Linked DNA regions of Athene noctua: region 2 is linked to region 1. A link is a contact called in public Hi-C data. All regions are on one chromosome and are shown on one strand. The core of a region is the stretch at or near the end of the contact, and the rest is flanking DNA. Distances in the headings are between cores, read along the strand shown. Region 1 holds the start of APRT (adenine phosphoribosyltransferase). Region 2 holds the start of CDH15 (cadherin 15).

Region 1 (7,783 bases), core at 2,195-4,694:
GCTGCCCCAGGAAGAACCCAGCAAATGGAGTCAGAAATGGTGCAGTAGAGGGGGAATTTGTGCTCAGCAAAAGCTGCCAGGCCCGGCTGGAGCTGCCAGCTCTGGTAGGTGCCAGCGCTGCTGGGCAGAAGGCAGGCAAACAGCCCTGAGCATGTGCTCGGTCCCCTTCTTCCTGCCTGGAGCCCACCTCTGCGCTACTTCTCATGATGTAGATTGCTCTGAGTTTTGTGAAATTCCCTGCTAAGGAGCACCCCGGAGCAAGGGAAGGCAGACACCTTCCTACAAGGGACCCGCAGCTTCCCACGGTCGCGAGGAAAGGAGACCATGAGCCAAGCTGCAAGCTGACACCCTGCCTGAGCTCATCTACACCAGCAACCTCCCTTGTGCAGGCAGCAGCTGCCTCTAGATTTCAGGACACAGGTCTGGGCACGCACTTAAATCTCCTTACCAAGCACTACCTTAATGTAAAAGCAACCTATTCCAGTGTGAGTGACAGCAGAGAGCAACCAGACCTTCCTCTGAGGTCAAATACTGAGGGATTTATCCCTTTGACAAATAATCCTTTTTTGCCCATCTTTTATGTTTCTTTGGCAAACTTTTAGCGGGTTCCTGAAAGGGAATTCTGGGCCCCCTGAACTATTGGACCTCTCCTGCCTCAGAGGCACTATTTTCACTTTGGTCTCTTAAAAAAAAAAAAAAAAAAAAAAATTCAGTGAAGCTGTATCTTGGTCTCTATCCCCCCCAAAGCAATCAGGCTGTTTCTTCTTTCCAAAAGGATGAACTCTGAAAAGAATCCTTACGCTTAACACACCTTAATCTGTGGCTTGGAAAACAAATAGGATTTAGGATTGTATAGCATCTGGCCAGGATCAAAATTGTAGGTTCTCCCCCCCTGCCCACCCCCTCATGACAGCAAGAGTCACTGATTAAAGCCCCAAACTCAGGGTGCGTGTTCCCTTCTCCCGGCTCCTCCTCAGTCATACTGCAGCAGAGAGTAGAAAGGGACAGACTTGAGCTTTTCTGACCCTTTCAGGAGTTTTAACTCTATGATCACCAGGCACTCCAGGACTTCAGCCTTCAGCCTCTTCATCAGCTCACAGGCTGCACACATGGTACCTGCACAACACCGAGGGGGAGCAGAACCATCATCACCCCAGGAGCAGCGCCGAGGTTACGCTTCAAACCCCAGAGCTGCTCCCGACGCACGCGTACGTGCGTGACACGTGCTTTAAGGCCGCCTGCTCCTCTCACCTCCAGTGGCAAGCAAGTCGTCTACAATAACGACTTTTTGTCCTGGTTCCACGGCATCACTCTGGATTTCAAGTTCAGCCTGCAGGGTGGAAAGAGCAGCTTCACTTTAGCCTTTGCCTGACAGAGGAACACTTCACAAGCTGCTAACGCAGGGTGGAATGCAGACAACTCTTCAGCGAGATCAGCCCCTAAAAACCCCCGAAACACATCCTCCAGCTACAGGGAGTGCCACGGAAATACAGAGCGGGTTAGGTGATTGTTGGGCCAACCCTCTGGCACGTCAAGATCCTGAACATTCATCAAATGAGTTACAGTCCCATCGTGAAACCTTATCCCAAAGCAATTTTCCAGGGGGGAAAATTTCCTGTAACGCGCTGGGCTGGAGCGCTCTGCTGTGACAGCACCGCCAAGCCACCTCCAAACGGCACAGGCACATCCTTTGTCAGATGAACTTGTCCCATGCAGGGGTTGGCCCAAACAACCCTCAGAAATATTGCCTAGGTTTGGTGTTTCTGCTGCTGTTAGTCACCAGAGGTAGCATGTTACTGGGCTCACGCCTCCGCTCTTTGACCGGAGAGGCCGCGGTGTTACGGGGCGAGCGCCCCGGTTTGGAGCCATGCAATAGAGGCAGTTACTTATCGCACTTACTGGAAGAGTGGGAAACACACTCCGTGTTCATGCCCCTGAATTCAAGCCAAAGAAAGCAATTTAGCACCAAACCTTATCATCCCCACTCCCCCCCACCACCCCCAACCAAAATCACAGCCCCTGGCATCAGCACTGGCTGTGACAGCCAGCTTGGGGAACCCCCCGCGCTGGTTTTATCACCCCGTCCCCTCACTGACACCCCCCAGCCCTGCCTCAACCAGGCTGGAAAACCTCTTCCCCTCCCTGGGCGTTACCTTGCCATACTCAAGGGAGTAGGAGACAGACTCGGTGGGACCGGGGAGTTTCCCCTTCTTCCGGATCGGCACGAAGCCGACCCCCAGTCTCTGAGCCAGGGGGGGGCCGATGAGGAAGCCACGTGAGTCCAGGCCTGGGGGGAGCAGAGCAGCACAAATACTCAGCCCGGGGGTGTCTCTGAACTGTACCCCAGGTTCATCACCCTCCCGTGTTCAGGGAGGGGGGGTGTTTCTAGAAGCAATTTGCTCTTAGAGTTGTTTTTGTGGGTTGAAAACACAGACCACGCTCAGCAGGGCCTGCGCTCGCCCAGAGGAGCGGCCGGTGGGTGTCGGGGCACCGCAGCGATCCCCCCCCCGCCCGTTTTACCTCCCCTCCAGCTCTCCTTCTTAGAGATAAGCTCAGCAAAGCCCCGTATCAGCTCGGCCACACAACCAGGGACTTTGTACCACGGGGGGAACACACTTCAGTTATCATGAAGGCCTTGGCCTAGGTTTGGTCTGGACTCCTTGAACTTTGGGCCCAGCCCAAGCGCTGCCTTCCTAACGTGTTCTCACCACAAAGGCTGTTTCTGTTGGCTTGAAAAGGTGCCCCCCAAGAAGGAAAACATGCTAGAACAGGGTCTGCCTGCCGTGGGGACGGTGTGAGACCTTACGGGCAGGGCAGGCTTCTTGTCATTCCTCTTTTTTTAACGCTGAAAGCAATGAATTACAGAATTGGCACTGAAGCATCAATCAGACGGCGCCTGCCACATCTAAAGGCAGGAGTTCTGGGAAGCACCGGAGCAGGGTGGGGGTATAACCTGTCCTGGCCTCACGCCACGACAGAGGCCAGCATCTGGGTGACTGCTGCAGTGTCCAGGGGGTGCAGAGTTCAGCTGTCTCCCCACGTTCCCGCCCGGTCACGGTGCTCTGCGCCGGCCTCTGAGATGTTTCAACCAACACTCACCTGCAATGAAGTCGATTTGGGGGAAAGATGCTCTCAAATGATCTTCCAGAAGATCGATCAAAGCCCGGAAAGCTGCGGGATCCTTCAGCAAGGGGCTGATATCGCTGTAAAAAGAGAGAGAGCGAGCAGTTGGCTACCTCCGGGGCTGGGCTGGCTCCCCACCGGGCTTCCAAGCCCCCGGGGGATGCGGGTCCTGCCCGGAGCAGGCAGGATGGGCAGCGGGGAGCCCCCCCCCCCCGGCTCTCCAGCCCCGCCCGCACCGGAACAGCACACCGGGCACCGGGAAGTCACGGAAGGGCCGCACCCGGTCGCGGACCCGCCGCAGCCGTTCCTCGGTCATGGCGGCCCCGCTCTGCGCAGCCGCCGCGCGGCACCGGGCGGGGCGCGGGGGGGCCCGGCGCCGCCTCCGGGACAGCCTGCGCCGGGTGCTGCCCGCCCGCCCCGCCCGGTGCCCCGCGGCTCGGAGCATCCGTCCCCCCCGGGGCGGGGAGCGCTGGTAGCCCGGGGAACGGAACCCCAATCCCCTGTGCACGGAGCTCTGGTACCCCGGAGCCCCAGTGCAGTGAGCCCCGGTACCCCTGAGCCTCGAACCCCCGGGCATGGAGCTCTGGCACCCCGGGGTACGGAGCCCCAGTCCCCTGGGTGCACAGAGCTGGGGTACCCCAACACACAGAGCCCCGACCCCCCCAGTGCTAGCCCTGCTAGCCTGGAGCAGGGAGCTCTGCCCCCCTGCCCAGGTATCCCCAGCATGCAGCACCCCACTCCCTCAAAGCAGGGAGCCCCAGTACCCCAGTTTCCCCTCTGAAGGGTGCTCTGGTACCTGCAGCATATGGGGCCATATCAGCCCCCCTGCACAGAGCCCTGGGTCCCCGCCTTGCTCCAGCCAGCTTGGGAAAAGGGGTGCCGTGCCTGGGGGTTACACTTCCACCTCTCTTCACCCCTGCCCTGCGCCTCACGCAGACAGCAAGCGTGGTAGGGCTAAATTATTTCCCGCTTTTCTGTCCCTCCTCACCTCTTGTGAACCCCTGGAATGGCATTCTGTGTTTGTCAAAGCCCTTGGTTTGGATGATAACCCAGCCGGTCCGAGCGCCCTTGCTCCCAGACCGCCAGCTCAGCTGATACTGGTGTCACTGGTTTGTGTGGCAGGTCAGGGCACTCACACAGCTCTTATCTCCCACCTCCGGATGGGCAAACAGCCGTTTGTCCACCCAAAATCCGCTGTGGGCAGGAGATGTAGTGCTGAATGAGTACAGATCTCCTCTGCCCCTAGCAAACAGGATCTGGATGTGATCCGGAAGGTTCGAGCGTGCAACGCCCCCGGCTGAGCTCGGTGCTGGCTGTGAAAGGCCGTGACAGGAACAGCTTCAAGCTCAGCACCCCTGGGCCAGGCGTTGGGGCCTGTCCTCAAGGCGTGTGACAGCGTGTGGCGGTGTGTGACAGTGTGCCAGCAGCTAGCCAGGGATTTTGCAGGGCTGTGATGTGGCCCCCTCCATGGGTTGGGTGCTCTGGTAGCAAACGCAGAGCTGCTTCCTCCTACTCTTGTTGGACCAGTCGCTCCCACCAGCCCTGTGGGTCCTGCCAGCTCCCAGAAGCGGCTCTGGCACAGGAGGAGCAGCTGACAGGAGGGGAAAGCTGGTTGTCTCCTCTCCAGCTGCGCTGTGGGGGGCTCACAGGCACAGCACGGCTCGCGAGGGACCCGCTTCCACCCTCAGCCCTGCAGCCGACACGTCCTGTGTCGCTGAGCGGTTCCCAGCGCTCAGGGCAAACCCTTGGGAATCATTTGCTGCACACTGAATCCTCCACCGCTCTATTTTCTTCCCAATTTTATCTACGGACAGCAAGACAGGTGTGTACCAGAGGCCTGAGGTGCGGAGGGAGACAAGCTGAAGGCCAGTGCAAAGGTTGCTCCCTTTCTTGTTACACTCCCTGTTGCCAGAGACAAGGTCAGCCTGCCTCCTTTCACAACCATTCCCTTACAGACTAAGATTTTCCCTGAGGTCAGATTATCTCTTTGGCACCAGAAAAATCCTCTCTAGCAGCTGTTCCAGCGAAGCAAACATCCCCTTCCACTGGAACAGGGGCTTTGCAACACCCTCTCTCCCTCGGATGAGCTGGAAGGGTTTCTCCTGTAACTTCACCAACCACGTCACCGGACAGCGAGCTATTCCAGCAACTCCTCTTCTTCCTGGCGGATGGAAGGGATGGAATTTATCTGCCTACCCATGGAAATAAGCAGGAGCTGGGCAAGGGCTCTTCCGCAGCCTGCTTTCTGCCTCTCACGGAGGAGCTGTAAGCTGGGGTCTCATCACACTTTTCTTGTGTTCGTGACCCTCCTACACATCACCACTGTTACTAGCAGAAAACACCACGAGGTTCCCAGGCCCCTCGTGCCAGCCCACCCCGGGCAAACCAGCAGCTCTCACCAGGATGAGTTGCCGAGGGCTCCCACTGGCCCCTTCGTGTCCAGCTGGGGGGATCTCTCCGGCTCTGGTGCAGGATCAGGCCTCACAGACACCGTCAGCTCTGCCAGGAAGAGCATAAAGGTTACTCCAAATCGGACTTCCAGTGATTCAGCTGCCAAAAATTATGCCACGTGCCAGCTCAGGTTTAAAAACCAACATTTCTCAGATCTGTCAGAACTTCACCTCATTAATCCTCCATTTCAAAGGATATGAATCGCACCTACCAGTACAGACTGGTTTTTAACATCCACATTAATTTTCCCTGCAATTGTTCAACCTTTCAAACAACAGTGCTGACTCCTACTGTAATTTCCATCTGAAAAGAACTTTCCTAGGACCAATTTCCAAATGTGATGTCAAAGGATTTCAGCTCTGGAATATCACCTGGGAGGTGTCTTGACATCCGCTTGTGGCTCCAAGAGGTTTTGGGCTGTTTAGGGCTTTGCCTCTCTTTTGGACACAGAGGTGATCGGTGATTTAAAAGTGCTTTGAGATCCTGATACGAGAGGTGTTACTAGCTGGTGGACATGGAAACTGGGGGGATAAAAGCTTAAGAGCTAACTCTAATCAGCTTAACCAGGCAATTGGAAGAGCTGTGTTGGGTATGGAAGTTTCTGTTCTGTTAAGGATTTTAAAACCTCAGTGTGAAGTGGAACAAAACACCCAAAATTTCAACACACCCCACAAGGGGAAATAAGAACTAAAATTTCCTTTCAAATCTGCTGGAACGTTTCGTTTCAATTTCAGCTTTAGAAACGCATGCACTTTAAACCCTTTTTTTTTTTTTTTAAAAAAATAAAAGAAACCAAATTTGAAATATCTTATTTCAACAGCAGAAGAATGCAGTTCCCCAGCCAGCTCCCTGGGCTCGGGACCGAAGTGTCTGTACCGAGTAACGCACTAGCTTTGTCACCCCCTAAAAGAGGTGAAAGCACCGTGACCCAGCTCTGCCCTTCCACAGCATCCTTGTTTGCTCGAGCCCAGCACCTCCTGCCCGTGGCACCAAGCTGGATGAGGCCCTTGGAGAAGACACAACCCCCCTCTCCCTCCTCTGGCCAGCCTGGCCGAGCCAGGAGGGGATTTTGAGTCTGATCCAGAACTAATGGATTTGGCACACATTCCTCGCTGCTGGCAAACAGGCCGATGGGCTTTTCGGCCCCTAGCCCATTCAGATGGGAATCGTGCTACCAACCTACATAACGCCCAGAAGTGTATTAAGTGACTCCAGGAGGGACAAAGGCACAGAGAATCACACGCCAGCTGCCAGACTGGCTCTCTCGAGAAGCTGGATGGCAGAGGCTTTTTTATGCTCCTAAGAGACCACAGGCTTTTGGCTGAGGTTCCACCTTTATTTCGGATTTATATAATCTGAACTAGACTTTGGGCAACAACGAAACGGTGGAAGAGGATATAAAGAAAACAGGCAAATGGAGTCTTTTCTCAGTGTTTAAAATAGGCAGTTTCCAAAGGAAAAAAAGAACCTAAAATGAGATTTCAGTTTTTTCCTTACAACTGTTCTTTAAAAAGTTTAATTCAAGAGGCACCGCCGTGTTGCTTTCTGATAACATATGAAAGACTCACATCAAATACTGTCAAGAAACAAAAGTAGAAGTCTATTTCCAAGTACTATAACTGTTAAGAGAAATGACAAACAAGCCACTCTAACTGCAAAACAGTTATTTGGATACTGAACAAGTACTCAAGAGTAGCTTTTGGAGAGTAAACATGCATGTAGTTTGTAAAGTTTCCCAGTGCTGAGGACAACAGCAAGACTCCCGGGGAGAGATTTCTCACCCAGCTGTGCTGAAGAGGCTGCTGGCAACCCTGCAGCCAACGAAGCATCTCCCAGCACTGCTTCCCTCCACAAACCCCAGTCAAACCGCTCTCACCTTCCAAAGGTCTTTCTGCAGCCGCTGAAATTATTTCACGCGGTCACCGCAAAGATGTCCTCCCGTGGGAAAAAAAAAAAAAAAAAAAAGAGTATTGTCCAACTTTCAGGAGACCTTCATCTCGTCTGCTTTGCTTGAGGTGAAACCAGGAGGCTTCTGGAAGCTGCCCAGCACGTTTGGGACAGGCTCGACTCGGCAGGTACCGAGAAGTGCCAGCTTCCACGTGGCAGCGAGCATCCCAAATTCAACAGCCTCCTTCTCGGCGATATTAGTTCCAGTTCCTTTAGTAAAAAGCCTACTGTCATCCTCAGCACTTGCCTGAAAACTCAGTCC
Region 2 (7,783 bases), core at 3,878-6,377, 190 kb after region 1:
GAGGGGGGCAAGGACAGGTCCCCCCAGGACTGAGCTGCCAGACTGCAATGGGCTGCGCTCCTGCGTTGCAGGGAGACCATGGCACCCTACAGCATCCCGACCGAGCTGATCGTGGTGGAGGAGATCCCGCGCAATCAGATGGGAAAAGTCAACAAGAAGGAGCTTCTGCAGCGCTTTTACCCAGCCTAGTGCACGGCCTGGGGGTGGGACGGGGAGCCCGGCGCTGGTCGGTTCGTTGTCCCTCACAGCGGCGCTGAGGAGGGGCCAGCAGTGCTGAGCAGCGGCGGGTCCGGGCTCCCTGCGCTCTGCTCCGCGAGAGAAGCCCAATAAAAGCCGGATTCACCGCACACGGTCTCCTCGGCTGGTCCGAGCCCGAGCTGCAGGGCCACCCTCCTTGTGCACGAGCTGTTTGCAAGAGGCTCGGGGCAATCCTCAGCCTAGAAGCGAAGCGTGGGGTGAACGCAGCGGGGGTCCCAGGCCAGGACCCCCCTCCCAGAGCTGGCAGTGGGTACGTGTTGGCCAAAGTTGCTCCATTTAGCCCCCGGGTAGGTGGTGGGGGGCAGGTGAGGGGCAGAGACCACAAACACCTCCACATCCACCCGGGCTGGTCCCCGCAGTGGTTGCTCGGGGGCAGACAGGCCCCGCTGGCCCCCGGGGTGGCTCAGCCCCAGAGTGCCAACCCCCCAGAGCCACTCTGCCTGGGTGGGAAGGGCTGCCCGGGCACCCCAGCTCCCCCAGTTTGCCTTCATCTGTCTGGGGATGCTCATCCTCATTTCCGTTACAGCTCTTTCTCAAGCCCCGTGCAGCTCATCGCCAGATGAAATGACTCTTTAGCTGCAAGTCCTGTCTTCAGCCGGCTGCGGCGGTGCCTGGGAATTCTGCATCCTCTGCCCTTTCCCACAGACTCCACGACTTTCCCCGTACTTTGGTTTATAGAGAGGGGAAACCCCGGTGGATCCCCTCACTGGTGGGATCCTGCTCTCCGTGGGATGCCCCATAACCCCCCCCGTGAATCGGTACCGTCCACCCAAGCACCAACTCCCACTTCACAGCAGAAATGAAGAATAAATACAAAAATCAGAAATAAATACTGGCTGCGCTCACCAACCCAGAGCATATCCCACCCCCCCAGGCGCTCGGAGGAACGGCAGGGCCAGGCGGGAGCTGGAGATGGGCTCGGGTTTTGGCCAGGGTGGGCCCACGGGCCGGCGTGGGGTGGGGGCAGAGCGCGGGGGGGTGTTGGAGGCACCGGGGAGCAGATGCAGCAGGAATCACACTGCGTGTACCTGTGCCGACACCGGCGCCCACGTCTGAAGGTCTTCGATCGCCTGGAGGACGGGCGGCGTCCATAAACTCTACCTTTGGAAACGGGTGTTTGTCCCTCTTCGACTTTGGGCGCGACGGTGGGCGATGGGGAGGGATAGCGCCGGGGAGGCCAGGGGGGGGACAGCGTCCATGCCCCACAGCTCCCCGACCAGTGGATCCCTCCCCAGCTTGGGGACAGCACACTGGGGAGGCGGCGTGGCACTGGGGCGCCCCTCCAGTCCTGTCCGGTGCCGCGGGGTGATGGGTGGGGACCCCCAGATTTCCTCACCAGCTGACAGGGCCCTGGAAGGGTCCAGCCTTGGGGGGGTCCAGCCCTGCCCACGGCCGCAGCTCCCAGGGCAGGGGGGGCACCTGGATTTCGGTACTTCAGGCTCGGAAGGGGTTGGGTCGGGGTCCCCCAGGGAGATGCGGGGCTCAGGCAGCCACCCCTGAGCATGCCACGCACCGGGGGGTGCCCCCCTCGCCCCCTCAGCAGAGCCCAGAGCCGGCGCCTCACCCCGGTCTGCGGGAGGGACTGAGCGGATCCTTTGTTAAAACATCAACGATGCAGTAAATTTTTTAAGTTACCAAATAGATCAATATCAAATTATCATGTCTCACATTCATAACTCTTAAGCAAGCAACAATGGAGAGAGACAAGGTCACTGGAGAATAAATAGCAGCAAAAGCTCTTAATGATCTATCATTCTCGACAACCCCAGGCACCCAGCACCAGCCCGGTGACAAGATCATTAATAAAACTCTGCAGGAACGCTATCGATTGCTTTGATGGATGATCACAGGTAGCAAATACTGTAAAACACCTGGTTGTCACACACTAAAATGAGTAGTTTGACTCACACCTCGGCGCGGGGACCCGGCCGCCGGGTTTTCTCCAGGTTTTCTCCAGGAGGGTGGTCAGTGGCACAGCCCCTGCTTTGGGGGGTCCATGCTGGACCCCCACAGCTCCCACCTCCACTCCCCCACCGCTGTTCATCCCTCTTGATGGGACTTGTTAATTAAAAACCTGGTTACGGGGCCCTCGGGGTGGGACCGGAGCCGCCTGGAGCTGGCTTTTGGTGACCTGGTGCCACCATGAGACCCGCTCCGTCCCCTCACCGCCGGCTGCAGCCCCAGGACACCACCGCAGCCTGGCCCTGGGGGATGGACGGGGGTCCCCAAGGCTGTGGGCTCTGCTCCCCCCACGCTGCATACATCGGGGGCACGGGGGGGGTCTGTGTGTGTCCCCCACCACTCCAGGCGCTTCGCTTGCGAGCCACGTCTGCACTGACGGCCTGATCATATGTACACAACCATTCAATTACCCCATAATGGCTCCAGGCTATTAAGCCATCAATCTCCTTCATTAAGGCCTGCCAGGCTTGGCCTGGCAATAAAACCATTAACAAAACACCACCACCACCACCAAGTAGCATCTTTTGGCCGTAACGCCGTCCGGCAGCGTCCTCCTGCCCACATCCCAGCCCAGCCCTGCCACCTGAGCTCGGTATCACCACGCTGGGATGTCCCCAGTGAGCTGGGACCTGCCCACACCCCCGTGCCCCCTTCCCAGTGCTCCCAGCAGCTCGGGCCTGGCCTGGGCTCGGCACACTGGGACCTGCTCTCGCACTTTAGAGCTGACGTTATCTTTTATTGCCGTATAAAAGCCAAAGCTCCAGTGGCTTCGCGGCTGCTGTGCCGGCGTTTGACACCTCGCTGGTCGCTCCCGGCTGCTCGCTGTCCCCATCGCTGGGTGTGGCGGGGACAGGACACTGCCCAGACCCCCCCAGTACCTGCGCTGGGGTCACAGGTAGTCCCACTGCACCCACAGTAGGGACGTGACTGGTCCCAGCACCCGCGGTGGGGGCACAACCACCCCCCAACACCTGGAGCTCTTGCACCGGGTGGATCCGAGAGTGTCAGCGGGCAGGATGGGGACCTGCCCCTCCAGAACAGGGTGACCCCTTCTCCGACTTGGCATAGCACTGGGGGGTGTAGGACTGGGCTGGCGCCATTCGGACCCAGCACCTGTGGGGTCCCAAATCCCTGCACCCCAGTGGGAGCCCCGGTTTGCAGGGGGAGAGGGGCAGGGGGTGCAGGGGCAGGGGTTGGGGGGGGTGGGGGGGGGTCCTGTGGCCAGGGCCATGCCACGGGCACCACCAGCCACGCTGGCAGCACCGGCACTGTGAGCTGGGCCTGGCACCTTGTCAGAGCCCATCACGTCTGCCTCCCCCCGCACCCCCCCGCTGCCGTGCCGGTGGCAGGGAACATCTGCTGGGTACCCCCTGCCACGGCGCGCGAGGGCGAGGGGCAGCTGCCGGGACCCCCGGGCCAGCGCCGCCGCCGCGGCCCCTCGCTGTGACATTGATGCAGGGTGACAGGGCGAGCAGGGCGGATGGATGGGATGGGACAGTCGGACGGGATGGGACAGTCGGATGGGATGGGACAGTCGGACGGGATGGGACAGTCGGATGGGATGGGACAGATGGACGGGACGGGACAGACGGACGGCCAAGCCAGCGCCTCTGCCACGCCAGGGCCCAGTTGGTGCCGACGCTCACGGCCGGTTCCATGTCCCCTCCCACCGTCCCTGGGGACACCAACAGCCCTGTCACCACCGCTCAGCTTCTGGGGACAGACAGATGACATCCTGCATCCCACGTCCTGCGGCCCTTTGCCTCGTGCCCTACGCCCCGTCTCAGCCCCCCGCTCCAGACGATGCCCCACACCCGGGGCGGGGGCACCGGGGCCACTTACTGCCAAGAAGGGGAGCGGCGCTGGCCGGGCGGGGGGGCCCGCGGGGACATGGGGATGCCACCAGTGTCACTGACACATGGCACGTTCCCTTGCCAGGCCCAAGGTTTGGGTCTCCGGGAGGGCGAGGGGTGTCCCCGGGGGCGGCTCCCCGGCCCTGCTGCAGTCGGGACCCCCCGGCACTCGGCTTCGAGGAGCGGAGGGTGCTCCCCGCTGCGGTACCGGGGGGCACCGGGACTGACGGTGTCGGGGCCGGTGGCCGGGACGATGCTGCCACCTGGTGCCGCGGCGCCGAGGAGCCGCCGGGATCCGCAACGGGGGTCGGGGGCAGCACCGGGACCGGCAACAGGGGTGGGGGTCAGCACCGGGACCGGCAACGGGGATCGGGGGCAGTACCGGGACCGACCCCGGGGGTCGGGGGCAGCACCAGGATCGGCAACGGGGGTCGGGGGCAGCACCGGGCCCGGCCCCGGGGGTCGGGGGCAGCACCGGGCCTCCGGGAGCCGCCCCGGGCCGCTCCGCCCCGTGGGAACCCGCCGGGACCGGGAGGCGGCGGGACGCTGCCGCCCCCCCCAGCCCGCAGCGGCCCCGGCCCCGGGCGCGGCCGGGGGTCCCGGGGAGGCCTCGCCTCGACGGGGGGGCGCGGCGGAGCGGGGCGGGCAGCACCCGTGCCGGTCCCTGTCCCGGTGCCGGTGCCGCCGTGGCGGGGGCAGCGGGGCCGGGTCTCTCCCTCCCGCCCGCCCCGTCGCGGCATCCCCGGGACGCGCCCGGCGACAGCTGCCGCGTTCCCGCCCTGCCCGAGGGCTGCGCACCCCCGGCCCCCAGCCCGGGCAGCGGGGACCCCCCCCACCCCCCTCTGCGTCCCTCCTCACCCCCCCGAGCCTCCCACACCCCCCCTCCATCCCCCCGCCGCCCGCCCCGCCGGGCCCCCGCCGGGCAGGGGGTGCAGGCTGCCGCCCGGGGGGGCGGGGGGGACAGCTGCCCGGCCGGGGGGGGGCCCGGCCCGCTCGGCAGCACATGTGCCGTCACTCAGCCAGCCCCGCGGTTATTTTAGCTCGGGACCGGCGAGCGGCTCGGGGCTGGCGGCCGGACTGCGCCCCGCTCCGCCATGGGCCCCCCGCTTCTCCTCGCCTGCCTGCTCGCCCCGCTCTGCGCGCGGGTAAGGGGTGCGGGGACACCCGGGGGGGCGGGAGGGATGGCGATGGGGGGGGAAGGCGATAGGGAAGGGGTGTCGTGTGCCCCCCCTCCCAGCTCCGTGCCCTGAGAGGGCCCGCAGGGATGGGGAGCGCGGACACGGGGCTGGGGGGGCGGCCGGACCCCAAAGCCCGCGGAGACACGTCCCTGGGGGCAGCGGGGCTGGGGCTGGGGCTGGGGGGGCTGGGTGCCCCTCTTGAGGCATTTCCCACCCCACAGATGGCGGCGGCAGGGGGGGGCCTGCGGCTCCGGCACGCTGCCTGCGTTTGTGAAGCGGGGAGACGGGATTTGGGGGGGTTAGGTGCTCAGAGACACCCTGGTGTGGCTTTTCACACCCAGCTGTGGGCCCAGACACACCCCCACACACCCCCCCACCCCTCTGTCCGTGTGTGGCCCCCCCGGAGCCCCTCACCGCAGTCTCGGGCCTGACCCCCACGGAGCCGTTGGGGTTCTGGCCTGCACCCCCATGGCCGGGTGCTCAGGGCAGCCCCCCCGCCAGCAGCAGGGCCCCCATCGGGACCCCCAGCTCCTCCCTAGGGAAGGGGGGGGTCTCTCCTTGGGGGGGGGCAGGGGGACAGCTGGCGGCCGCGGGGCAGCTCCCGTCCGTCTCCAAACCAGCCCCTTGTCCTGCCCATCCCCTGGGGCCCCCCCTGCCCTGCACAGCCCCCCAGGGACCCCCAGCACAGCCATCCCCGCGGCCCTGCTCCCCCACACTGGGCAGGGCGCTCATGCCAGGACCTGCGGCACCCCAGAGCACCCCAGAGCACCCCCAGCGATGTAACCAGGGTGGGTGCAAGGCCCGGTTCTGCCCAGATGCCCCCCCTCCCCGGGGGGAGCGCATGTCCCCGGGGCCCAGGACAAGGGGGAGCCCTGATGGATGTAGCATGGAACTGGGGGGGCCATTCACAGCTCCCTGCCCCTCCCAACCCCCATCTCCCACCCCTCACGCTTGCTCCCCACAGCTCCAGACCCCCATGTCACCCCCCCAATTCCCTGACCCCCCCACCCAGTCCCTCATGGCCCCTAAACACATCCAAGCCCCCACAGCTCTCTGACCACCCTTGCAGCCCCCCCATAACTCCTGCTCCCCCAGTCTCGATTCCTAATCCCCCCCCAGCTCCTTGTGCCCCCCCAGCACCCCAGTTCTGTGCCCCAGCTGGGCCTAACCCGATCCCTGACCCTTCCGCCCCCGCTGCCACCTCCATGAGGTGACAGTGACAACCGAGGTGGGCTGGGGCCAGCCCAGGGTAACCCCTTCATCCCCACGGGGGGGGGTCCCATGGAGCACAGCCCGGGGTGGAACCCCCGGGGTCATTTGTGGGGTACTCCTTCCCCCCGAGACACCCGTCACCATCACACCAGGGGCTCAGGGGACAGCCACCAAGCGCTGGAGGAGAACTGGGTGCCCTCTCTGCTCCCCCAAACCCAACCCCATTGGGGGGGGGCCAGCACCGTGCACCCCAGCACCCTGTACCCCAGCCCTGTGCACCCCAGCCCCATCCACCCATCCCAGGAGAAAAGCCCTGCCCTTGTCCCCCTCCCACTCGGGGGGTTTGGGGGTCACCAGCAGCACCGTGTGCCCCCCCCAGGGTGCCAGCCCAGCCCAGCCGGGTGCCGCGGCCCCAGGGAGCCCCCAGACCTGGCGCCAGCACGAGGGGCTGCGGCGGGTGAAGAGGGCCTGGGTGATCCCCCCCATCAGCATCTCGGAGAACCACAAGCGCATCCCCCACCTCCTGGTGCAGGTAGGCAGGGACCCCCCCCCACATCCCCTCTGGGGCAGGGGGATTACCTGGGGGCGCCCCAGGAGGGGGGACATGGCTTAGGGGGGGTCAGAGGGGGACCCCAGGCAGGGGACAGACCCCCCCCCAGCCCCGGGACCGCCAGCCCTGCTTTCCCTGGGGTAGATCAAGTCGGACAAGCAACAGCCCGGGGGGGTGATCTACAGCATCAAGGGGCCGGGGGTGGACGAGGAGCCCCTGGGCATCTTCTCCATCGACAAATTCAGCGGGAAAGTCTTCCTCAACGCCATGCTGGACCGGGAGGAGACCGACCGCTTCCGGGTAAGGACGCTGCTCCCCTGGCCAAGCCCCCTCCACGGCCCCCCCAGGGACCCCCAACCCCCCCGCTCTGCGCCCGCAGCTGAAGGCCTTTGCGCTGGACCTGGGGGGGACGACGCTGGAGGATCCCACCGACCTGGAGATCATCGTGGTGGACCAGAACGACAACCGGCCGCTGTTCCGGCAGGACGTGTTCACGGGGCGCGTGGTGGAGGGGGCCGAGCCAGGTGAGTCCGGCCGGGACACCAGGGCCGGGGGGGGTTAGGGGGGAGCCAGCCCCCCCCACGGCAGCACCCACTGCGGCCGCAGGGACCTGCGTGATGACGGCGGACGCCAGCGACGCCGACGACCCCGAGACGGACAACGCGGCGCTGCGGTATTCCATCCTGGAGCAGGGCCCTGCCGGCATGTTCAGCATCAACGCGACCACCGGCGAGATCTGCACCGCGCGGCCCGGCCTTGACCGAGAGGTA

Evidence for each region. Hi-C and Micro-C count contacts between places; a contact is called where the count stands out from the background.
Region 2: a contact with region 1 is called in a Hi-C map of liver, with 3 times the contacts expected there. The contact joins the promoter of CDH15 here to the promoter of APRT in region 1. A contact is called at or near these places in 2 of 2 Hi-C or Micro-C datasets (heart and liver).

What each region holds. Positions count from the first base shown.
Region 1 is chr9:25,935,681-25,943,463 of bAthNoc1.hap1.1, forward strand. APRT (adenine phosphoribosyltransferase) reads right to left here and starts at 3,445. Exons shown (of 5, transcript XM_074913000.1): 1 at 3,360-3,445; 2 at 3,100-3,203; 3 at 2,154-2,287; 4 at 1,252-1,330; 5 at 1-1,116. The coding sequence starts at 3,439. The coding sequence ends at 974. It overlaps GALNS (galactosamine (N-acetyl)-6-sulfatase), which reads right to left. Exons shown (of 15, transcript XR_012634182.1): 15 at 5,523-5,622.
Region 2 is chr9:26,122,010-26,129,792 of bAthNoc1.hap1.1, forward strand. CDH15 (cadherin 15) reads left to right here and starts at 5,128. Exons shown (of 14, transcript XM_074913291.1): 1 at 5,128-5,218; 2 at 6,843-6,995; 3 at 7,158-7,313; 4 at 7,393-7,537; 5 at 7,620-7,780. The coding sequence starts at 5,168. It overlaps ACSF3 (acyl-CoA synthetase family member 3), which reads left to right. Exons shown (of 10, transcript XM_074913398.1): 10 at 785-1,187. The coding sequence ends at 821.